Regions from separate parts of the Mus musculus genome. Here region 2 is linked to region 1. A link is a contact called in public promoter capture Hi-C data. All regions are on one chromosome and are shown on one strand. Each heading gives the region's core, a stretch centred on a gene start, on an enhancer-like site or on the middle of the called end of the contact. The rest is flanking DNA. Distances are from core to core; before and after follow the strand shown.

Region 1 (5,090 bases), core at 1,494-3,993:
CCCTAGATCACAAGATCAGAGAACTCAGGCCCAACCTAGAGTGAATGCTTCCCTGGATGATTAACCTGTCCCAAGCCTATTTTTTCTTGCTACTTCAACTACATGATTGTAAGGCATGAAAGCTCCCTGTGCCCCTTTTGCAAACTCGTGCAGCTCTGGGCAGTCTATGAAGAAGGGGCACAGTCTATTCCTGATTCTAACTTTAAACTTTCTAGCAACTGCCCTGACTTCCCAAAATTACTTAAATCAAGCTAACTTCCTAAAACCGGAATTCCATAAGTCACTATTAATTCATCTAAACAGCATTACCTCAAAAACTTTTATCTTCATGTTGATCTGAAGGAAATTTGCCCAACAGAGCAGGCTATCACCCAGGAAGTAATCACACTAGGCTATGGGTGGTGAGGGTCTCCCACTGCCCACTGACACCAAGCCAAAAGAATAGAAGGACAATGACAAACCTGAGAAGGCACATCAGAAGTCAGAGGCAACCCTGGGATGAAATCTTTAAAGCTACGCTTTTCTGGAGTGTACCCATCATAGCCGAGCAAGGGTGTGGGCCGATTTCAGGGAGCTCAGTTGCCCACTGTAGCTCCTGTTTGGCGCCTGCCACTGGTGCCTGCAGAGGGCAGAGGTGTCAGATCCCCAGGAGCTGCAGGTGGTTGTGAACAGATGGATGCTGGGAACAGAACCTGAGTCTTCTGCAAGAACAGTAAGCACTCTTGACTACTGACCCGTCTCTTCACCCAAAGGGAAACATTCAGAAGAATGAATAGATGTAGTGATGGGTGGATGTTGTTAGCAATCCTTCTAGGCTCTGCCCACAGTTACCTGGCAACAGCCAGGTATACCTGACTCACTATAAAAAGGGGTGTTTGCCCATTTACTCTCTGACCTTCTTCTCTCTTCCTTCTCTAGCCCTTCTCTCCCTGCTCCTCTCCCCTTCTCTCTCCATGTGTTTGTGGCTGGCTTCTTCTTCTTCTTCTTCTTCTTCTTCTTCTTCTTCTTCTTCTTCTTCTTCTTCTTCTTCTTCTTCTTCTTCTTCTTCTTCTTCTTCTCCTTCTCCTTCTCCTTCTCCTTCTCCTTCTCCTTCTCCTTCTCCTTCTCCTTCTCCTTCTCTTCTTCCTCTTCATTTTCTTCCTCCTTCTCCTCCTCCTCTTCCTCCTCCTCCTCTTCTTTTTCTTCTTCTTCTCCTTCTTCTCTCTCTCTGTCTCTCTCTGTCTCTGCCTTTCTCTGTCTCTACTCCCTAAAATCCCCTCCCTATGCCCTAAACAAACTCTATTCTATACTATACCAGTAGTATGGCTGGTATCTCAGAGGGAAAGGATACCTCAGCATAGGCCTGCAGAGGCACTACCCCTACATCATACTGAGCCTCTGCTAAACATATCCTGGTTCCCTGGTTCTTCTTCTTCTTCTTCTTCTTCTTCTTCTTCTTCTTCTTCTTCTTCTTCTTCTTCTTCTTCTTCTTCTTCTTCTTCTTCTTCTTCTTCAACATAAAACACAACAGGTGTGGCTGGAGGAAAACAATAACTCTAAGGAAACTCTGGCTATAACCTCAGCAACTCAGGAAGTGAAGTTGTCCTTTGCCATGGTGTGAAAGAGTCGAGCTGACCCAGGCAGGGGATGAAAGTTGAGTTCAGTGAGACGTACAAGCTATGATGGATGGTCAAGGAACCACCTGGATCTTCAAGTCTAGACGTGGGGCAGAGAGACAGGAAACAAGCCACCAGCCTGAACACAACCTTCAAGGGGCAAGAGGAATCAAGGATTAGTGGTGTTCACCTCTCATCCCAACTCTTGGGAGGCAGAGACTAGAGGCCAGCTTGATCTACAGTAGGCAGAACAAAGGAGTCCTAGGAAAAGTAGCTTGGGAGCCGAGAGGCAAAAGTGGAGGGAGAGTGTAAGGATCTAAGGTGACTGAGCCTGCTGACCAAAGGAGATGAGCAACCTGACTGTCAGCTTGAACCTGTGAGCAGAGTTTGTGGAATGTTGTAAACGTGTAACGTGTGGAGCTGAGGACCTACACGGTGTGGGGGATGGAAAGACCCTGAACGCAGCCCTGCTGAGTTCTACTGGTTAGTTACAGAGGGAAGGCAGACAGAGGAGATATGGGCACAGGGCTTTCTGATGCCAACTGTCGCAGCTTGTTTGTGAAGGAAGAGCAGAGCAGTGGACCTGTGAGAAAGTGAGGGGATCATTGGGCAGGGCTGAGGGGTCACCACTCCGGTCTCCTTGGGCTGTGGTTCTCAACTTCCTGATGCTGCGACCCCTTAGCACAGTTCCTCATGTTGTGGTGACCCCCCCCCCCAACCATAAACTTATTTGTGTTGTTACTTCATAACTGTAATTGTATTACTGTTATGAATGGTAATGTGAATATCTGATATTCAGGATATCTGATATGCGACCCCTGTGAAAGGATCATTTGACACCCCCTGGGGTCGTGACCCATAGGTTGAGAAGCACTGCCCTTGGGGTTTCACCTCTTTGCGCCCTACCTTGAGCAGATTCTAGAGGGTGGGAATAGTGGTTTGGCAGATAAGGCATTGCCTAAGAGAACTGATAAGGATGAAAGAGGTTTCTCTTCCGCCTTTAGCCTGGTCTAGGCAGAGGGATTACAAGGTACGGGGAAAAAAGGATGTGGCGTGGGCGGAGCAGGAGGGCCCTGGAGCTGGGCTGGGCTGGGCTGGGCTGGGCTGGGGCTGGACTGGGGCTGGCCTGGCCTGGCCCTGCCCCTTCAACCTAGAGCAAAGCCCGTGTGTAGAGCCTCCTGAGCCAGCTCAGCATGGTGGAGTTCGCCCCCCTGTTGGTACCATGGGAGCGCAGGTTACAGACCTTCGCGGTCCTTCAGTGGGTCTTCTCCTTCCTGGCCTTGGGTAAGAGGGTAGCCGCGGGCACACGGGAAGGGCAGGGCAGCCTCAGCGGGAGCACAGGATGCTTAATGGAGAGATTCAGGAGGGGGCTTTGCTGGGGTCTTCCAGAGCCTCGTGTGGGTATGTCTCCCATGTCTTAAGCAGTCTTCAGTTTCCTGGACTTTTGGGACCGCTGCATCCAGGCTTTAGCTGCAAGCTGCTGAGGGCGGGGAAGCACCCGAGGCTGGGTGGCTATGCCTCTGAGAGGGAAGCTCTCCAGTTTACCTTTCGGAAAAAGGGAGCTGGAACTGAGGCCAGGAGAGAAGGGACCGGCCTCTGCTTCCCCAGCTGCATGGTGGGGATGCCAGTGTCACCCTATGGGGGAACTTGTAGAGAAAATGCAGAAAGCTGGGAACTTCTATGAAAGGCAGATCTGACCTGGCTCCTGAGGTGTGGCTCTGTCCCTCTCCACCCTGTAGATGCTCCAGCACCGCTGTGGACCGGGAAGGAAGAGTGGCTGGGAGCACGGGAGGGAGCCTTATCTCCTTTGTTGGTACTAGACTGGGGAAGGACTGCCACCCCAGGACTCAGATTCAGCCCGAGTCCAGATACTACTGCCTGTCAAGACAGTCACATGCTCAGTGCATGCTTCACACACACACACACACACACACACACACACACCCCTCGGGTAACACACGTGTATACGTGTGTATGTGTTCCCACCTCACAATGTTTCATCTATATGGTTTATTCCTGCAAAGTGGGCTTTCCAGGATCACACACCTTTAGCACCCATTTTAAATGGGTCTGTACCTCTGTTCCAGGGTCGGTTACCATTTTAAGTACCCCTGGTAACAACCAAGCAGAGGAATTGCATATTTGAAAGGCCCAGGCTGTGAATCAGGAGCCTGGCAACTGCTCCTTCCAGAGGAAGAAGGGATGGGGGATGGGCAGAGGGCCTGGGAGGAGGTGTGGATACAAGACAGAGATGGCGGGTATAGAAAACAGAGGGCAGGCAACCTAAGCCCAGGGATGGCTTGGGTCAAAGGGCTCCGGAGACCCAGAGCCATGTAGTTTACAGCCACAACCTCACAGGGTCTAATGGACACCAGGCTCGGGTTGCCTCCTGTGTCCTTGAGGACAGGAGTTATGTCTGACTGGGTGAACCTACCCCATCCTTGCAGCCTGGGCCTGGGCCTGCTCTTACATAGACCTGGCAAGACCGAGGAGTGGAGCACAGAAATCAGGGCTCCCCTGAGCCAGGAGAGGACCGACTGGTGCAATTTGAGAAAAGGGTTCTGGGCTCTTTCATGCCAAGAGGGGGAAGTTTTACTTTACCCCTTATCCTGAGGGCAAAGGAGAACAATAGACTCAGCAGGGAAGTGACGAGGTCCAGTCTGGTGTTAAAGGTCCCCTTGCCTGCTGTGTGGGGGATGGGGAGATCAAAGGCGACCAGAGTCTCCACCAGTAGTCAACAAATCAGGGCCAAGACCAGCCCAAATGGTTTTTTTGTTGTTGTTTTAAGTCACAAATTCTGAAATGTCTAAAGTATTTGCTGTCTTGCCTCATTTTTTACCTGGTGATGATGGCGGTGATTTTGGGGCTGAAGGAATGGCCTCAGTGTCTCCAAGGCATGAGGATCTGAGTTTGATCCCCAGAACCTCTGTAAAAAATGTCAGGCATGGTGACACAAACTTGTAATCTTAGCAGAATCAGGAAGACCCCTAGAGCTTGCTGGGGAGGTAGCCTAGCCTAATGGGTGATCTTCAGGCTAGTGAGAGATACTGTCTCAAAAGAAGGTGGAAAGCTTTCCTCTGGCCTTCACACTCATGCATACATGTGGGTGCACACACCCACCCACAGGTGAACATACACACACGTGTCAAAACAGAGAAGTAAGCGGAGGCAGTATGGTGTGTTGCTCACAGACCACTACTTAAGGGAAGTTTTACAGAATAGTGAGGTTTGGGCTGGGGACATGAGTTTGTCAGTGAAGCACTTGCTGCATAAACGTAGGATTAGAGTTTGGATACTGTCTTAGGGTTTCACTGCTGTGAACAGACACCATGACCACAGTAGCTCTTAGAAAAGCATTTAAGTGGGGCTTGCTCACAGTTCAGAGGTTCAGTCCATTGCCATCATGGAGGGAAGCTTGGCAGCGCGCAGGCAGACATGGTGCTGGAGAGGTAGCACTAGGCCTGGCTTGAGCGTCTGATTTGGTGTTGGTGGCCT
Region 2 (4,795 bases), core at 1,945-4,444, 230 kb before region 1:
GCGACATTTCAAGATGGGCAGTGTAGGAACAGAGCTGGGGAAGACACTAGGTCTCGCTGGAGCTCAAGGTAAGCAAGCCGGAGGCCATCATACCTCCGCGGCCTGGCCCGCAGCGCGCCCGCTTCCCGGCCCAGGATGAAGCAGGCGCGGGCTTCGAGCAGCAGAGGGCGGCAGTCGCCGCACGCCTGCAGCAGCTCGTCCGCCTCCACCTTCTCCAGGAAGTAGGCGGGCGCCAGCAGCGGCAGGCGCACGTGCTCCAGGAGGCGACGCAGCTGCCCGCGGCGAGCCGGCGCGTCGTGGCGCACCCAGCGCATGGCCGCCTCGAACACGGCCTCCTCGCGCGCCACGCGCAGCGCGGGATCGGCCAGCAGCGCCGCCACCTCGTCGGGCGCGAGCTCCAGGAAGTCGGCGTGGCGCGTCACCTCCACGAAGGCCTGGCGCAGCACGCGGCCGCAGCGCTCGGCCAGGGAGGCGAGCGAGAAGGCGGCGGCGACGCGTCGCAGCGCCAGACTGTTGGCGGCGCGCAGGCGGCCCTCGAGGAAGCGCGCGCAGGCCTCCCGCAGCCCGGCCACGCCCAGCCGCTCGGCCAGCGCCAGCACGGCGGCCGCCTCGTCCTCGGCGCGCAGCCGCACGCCCGCGCCGTACACGTAGTCGAGCACCACGGCCAGGGCCGCCGCCGTCCCCGGCGTCTCGGGTCCTACCGGGACCACCGCCGCCGCGCGCTCTGGACGACCGGCCGCGAACAGGCCGCGGAAGTGGGCGCTGGCCGCGCTCAGCGCCGCGCGGTGGCACGGGAAGTCGCGGCCTCCGGCGCGCAGCACCACGTCGGTGAGGGTGCCGCTCCGGCGGTACGCGTTGAGCGTCTGCAGGATGCGCTGCGCGTGGCAGGACGCGGCGCACGGGGCCTCTGTGCCCGGCTCCTCCTCGCGCTCCGGGGTCTCCCTCATCCTGCAGGGAGAGGACACGGACCGCGTCGGAGATGGGCCTGCTGGTGGACTTCCCGAACATTTAGGCTTCCCTTCACTAGTTCATTCACCACTCACTTCCCGTGCACTCACACCATGCACCTACTGACCCCATCACCCCATCTTGACTCCTGATGGCTGTGAGCCAGCCATGCCTTCTGTGTCCACTCTTCCTCTCCAGTGGGAGCCATATTGCCCTTTCCTGTTCAGATTTGGTAAGCTTTTCCTGCCAGGCTCTGCAGGAAACAGATGGCAGACTCAAATAAGATAATTTGAGGAGCGTTTAAAAAAAGGGGGTGGTGGTGGAACGATTCATAGGAGTCTAGACTATGCAGTGTTTAAGGGATTTCAACTAGGATTGAGTGGTGTTCCATGGCTACCACTGACAGGAAGACCACTCCCAAGTTCTAAAGAGGGACCTTCAGGGAGTTTGCAGAAACTTGGACAAAATGTCTGTATAGGGATGGTCTCTTTGCACGAGCTGTAGTCTCTGGTAAAAGGGTTAAGGCTACCCTACTAGACATGTGTGTGTGTGTGCGTGTGCGTGCATGTGCGCGTGTGTGTGTGCGTGCATGTGCGCGTGTGTGTGTGCGTGCATGTGCGCGTGTGTGTGTTCGTGTCTTCTTTAGATCTCTTGTAGGTACTTTCCCTTGACCAAACTCTCCTCTATAGTAGTGTACTAGGAACTCAGTACTTAGCTCAAGGTCAAGTTCATGTATTATTTAAACTGGTGTTTATTAGAATGTGTGCGCGCGCGCATGTGCTGAACAGTCATAATTCCTGCCTTTCTGGATCTCAGAGCGAGGGCAGAGGTCCTTTGAGAGATCTCAGGAGAATTGGGGGAGCTCAGAAAGGATAATAAACACAGTTGGGGCAGAGATAGGAAAGAGATTCCTGAGATGGGCAGAATTAGCTGTGTAAAAGCAAGAGTGAGAGATGTTTCTAGTCTCCAGTGGGAAGATCCAGGTTCTAGGGACCACATGGAGCTATCATCCTCCTTTAGTCTGGTGTGATCTCACCTAGGCAAGCCACTGGCACCGTTTATGAAACAGAATAGTTAGAGTTCCTAGCCACAGAACTGTAACTATTGGATGAAGTATATAAAATTGCTGCATTTGTAGTATGCCCCAGTCATCGGCTTACCTTTTTACAGCATGGGGTGTGGGTAAGTTGACCCTTAGAGGAGTTGTGAGGAAGCAGCCATATGGAGGGAGCCTGCCCTTGAGAGGATTGCTGTGAGGGTCAGTGAAGGGGTGTGTATGAAAACGCACCACAGATTGCAGGCCGTTCACCCTGGTTAGGACTTGGTCCTTAAGAACACACAGTCAGTACTTGGCCTGGTCTGTAAATGGACCGAGGTCTCCTTTCTGTGGGAACTTACTCCATGGCTCATCTCTGCTTCTTATCTGCCTCTCCCTACCTACATTGTCCCATCTGCAGATCAGCCTGCCTCTCCTAGCCTATGCAGGACCATGTAGGTGGATCCCTTGCCTCAGAGTCATAAGAAATAAGTTCCTGGTGGACAAGGACTGTAGCCCAGATAGAGGCTGCCAGCCCAAGTCCACCATGTACCTGGAAGCCCTTGCCAGGGGGGAGGTGAGTCCTCAAGGAACGACCAGGCGTACACAGAGGGAAATGAGACAGGTTGTCAGAGTGCAGCAGGGCTGTCCTTAGCTAGCCTAGGACACAGCTACTCTCTAGGCTGAGACCCAGGAAGGCAGGTCTCAGCAAAAGGAGTCTGCCTGCTAGTGTGGTGGACTGTGCCAATACTTACGCATTCTACTGCCACCTCTGTCCTAGGCTGAGGGAACTGTAGGGACACGATAGTGGGAGACTCAGTTTCCACCATGGAGTCTATCGTCTGGGAGTCCAAGGATGCATGAGAAGTTAGGGATTCTGTCAGCATTCTTCCATCTCAGAGTCTCAGCCTGTGAAACTGGCTCAGTGAGCCACTATCCTGCTCTTACCCCGGATACACACACACACACACACACACACACACACACACACACACACCTCCACCCCCACATACACTCTTACACACCACACAGGCTCACACTTTGGGTGGACGCCCCTCAGAACAAGACACCACTTTAGCCAACTGCTAACCCAGGTACTTGGCTCTTACCTGGCCACGCCCTCTTCCTGGGACTGCTTCTCTGGCAGAGCTGCTCCTGTCTGTGCCTGCCGCTTGCCAGCTCTGCCTGCTTGCCTTGCAGCCTGAGCTGATTTTATTCTCGCTTTGCCTAGACTCCCACTTGGGCTCAGCTGCGGGAGGACAAAGGGTCTGTCTGGGCGCCAGGGGGGGAGGGGAGGAGAGGGAGCCGGTAGGAATGGGCACTGGGCTTTTGTTCCACTCTTGGGCCAGTTTTGGAAGGGAGGAGTGTAGATAAGCGTGGAATTGGTTGTGTGTTATGGTGGGCTGCGGTGTTTTGAAGGTTGGGGTGTCTGCTTCAGGTAGATGGGTGGTTATCAGTGTGTAGGTGTTTCTAGAACTTGTATGTGTGTGAGTGCATACACACAGTGACTGTAGTACTGGGGTGCTTGGGCTCTGGGGACATGTGACTACATAGCTTTGGATGTAACCAAGAATGTGGCTGCCTTTGTTGTGGATCCTGGTTTCCCTTCTGCCTCTTTGTCACCAACTCACACAGGTTCCTCCCTCACAGCGTTCCTGTCACTGTATTTGTGACTGGTCATTTGCATGTCGGGTTTGTGTGTGTAAGGAATGAGTATAAGGTGTCTGTGTGGACAGATGCTCATGCAGGTGTGACCAGGATCTTCTGGGTTGTGTGTATTGTGTGGTGTCCAAGTGGAAAGGACACAGTGGGAGCACGTGTTGGCACTGAGCACATTGAAGTGGATGGAGAGAGAATGGGATGGCTCTGAGTCCACCTGACCTCCCGGAGCCAGACAGTGTGGGTTTAGAGGGTGGTGTGGGACCTCTTGCTGCCTCTGTGAAGGACTGCAGGGCTTGTCACAGGAGCACAGCAATCCAGGGAGGAGGTGGCCTCCAATAGCGTCTGTCCTGTTGTGTCAGGACACTGTCACAGTTGTCATACTGTCACTGTCACAGTGTTGTCACTGGACAACACTGACTACATCGATGCCTGCCCCTCGGCCTGACGTCGCTCATCAGCAGGAGGGTAATGGTGACTCTGCCCTTTGTGTGGAGTTACCTCTGTGTGTTAGAGCCCGATACTGCCTGGCTCAGGTAGGCTTAGAGATCGTGGAAGATGGGAGATATTATGGTTTGGTATGAGTATAGAGTGTCCCCTGGAAGGCTTTATGGCGCCAGAGAGATGGCTCAGAGATAAAGGCACCTGCTTCTATGCCTGAGGATATCTGAAATCCACAAGGTGGAAGGAGAGAACCCATTCACATACATACTTGTAGCACACAGGTACCCATGCACATTCACACATCCGCACATAACAAATAAAAATGAGAAAAATTTAGATCAGGTGTAGTGTGGTACATGCTATTTATTTCAATACTCAGGATCTCTGCAAGTTCTGGGACAGCCTGGTCTACTTAGTGAATTCTGGGATAGCTCAGGGCTATATAGTGAGTCCCTGTCTCCAAAAAAAATTATTTTTAAAGCTCTACAAGTTGGTACCTTGGTCCCTAGGCTGGTGGTACTATGGAGAAGTCTTTGAGCACCTTTCTAATGGGCTCATCCATTAATGGACTAATAATTTGATGGTATTACTGTGAAGTGGCAGAGAGTTCAAGTTGGGGTATAGTTGGTTGGCCCTGTATTTTCTTGCTTTCTGGCTCCTGCCCACCATGGAGTATGTCATTTGTTCTGACACATGCTCCCTGACACC

The links. Capture Hi-C pulls out chosen DNA fragments and counts their contacts.
Region 2: a promoter capture Hi-C map of pancreatic islet shows a contact between it and region 1. The contact joins the promoter of Klhl35 here to the promoter of Mogat2 in region 1. A contact is called at or near these places in 12 of 39 promoter capture datasets (the 3T3-L1 cell line, the C10 cell line, the SN4741 cell line and 5 more), 1 of 15 datasets of contacts at CTCF or cohesin (pro-B cells), 26 of 484 Hi-C or Micro-C datasets (the 63-12 cell line, B cells, ECoMG-derived neutrophils and 14 more), 5 of 115 datasets of contacts at active chromatin or transcription factors (bone marrow-derived dendritic cells, embryonic stem cells, forebrain and 2 more) and 3 of 9 other capture datasets (adipose tissue, embryonic stem cells and pancreatic islet).

The regions. Positions count from the first base shown.
Region 1 is chr7:99,236,264-99,241,353 of GRCm38.p6, reverse strand. Mogat2 (monoacylglycerol O-acyltransferase 2) reads left to right here and starts at 2,743. Exons shown (of 6, transcript NM_177448.4): 1 at 2,743-2,879. The coding sequence starts at 2,789.
Region 2 is chr7:99,464,403-99,469,197 of GRCm38.p6, reverse strand. It overlaps Klhl35 (kelch-like 35), which reads right to left and starts at 3,194. Exons shown (of 7, transcript NM_028145.1): 1 at 3,094-3,194; 2 at 94-948. The coding sequence starts at 947.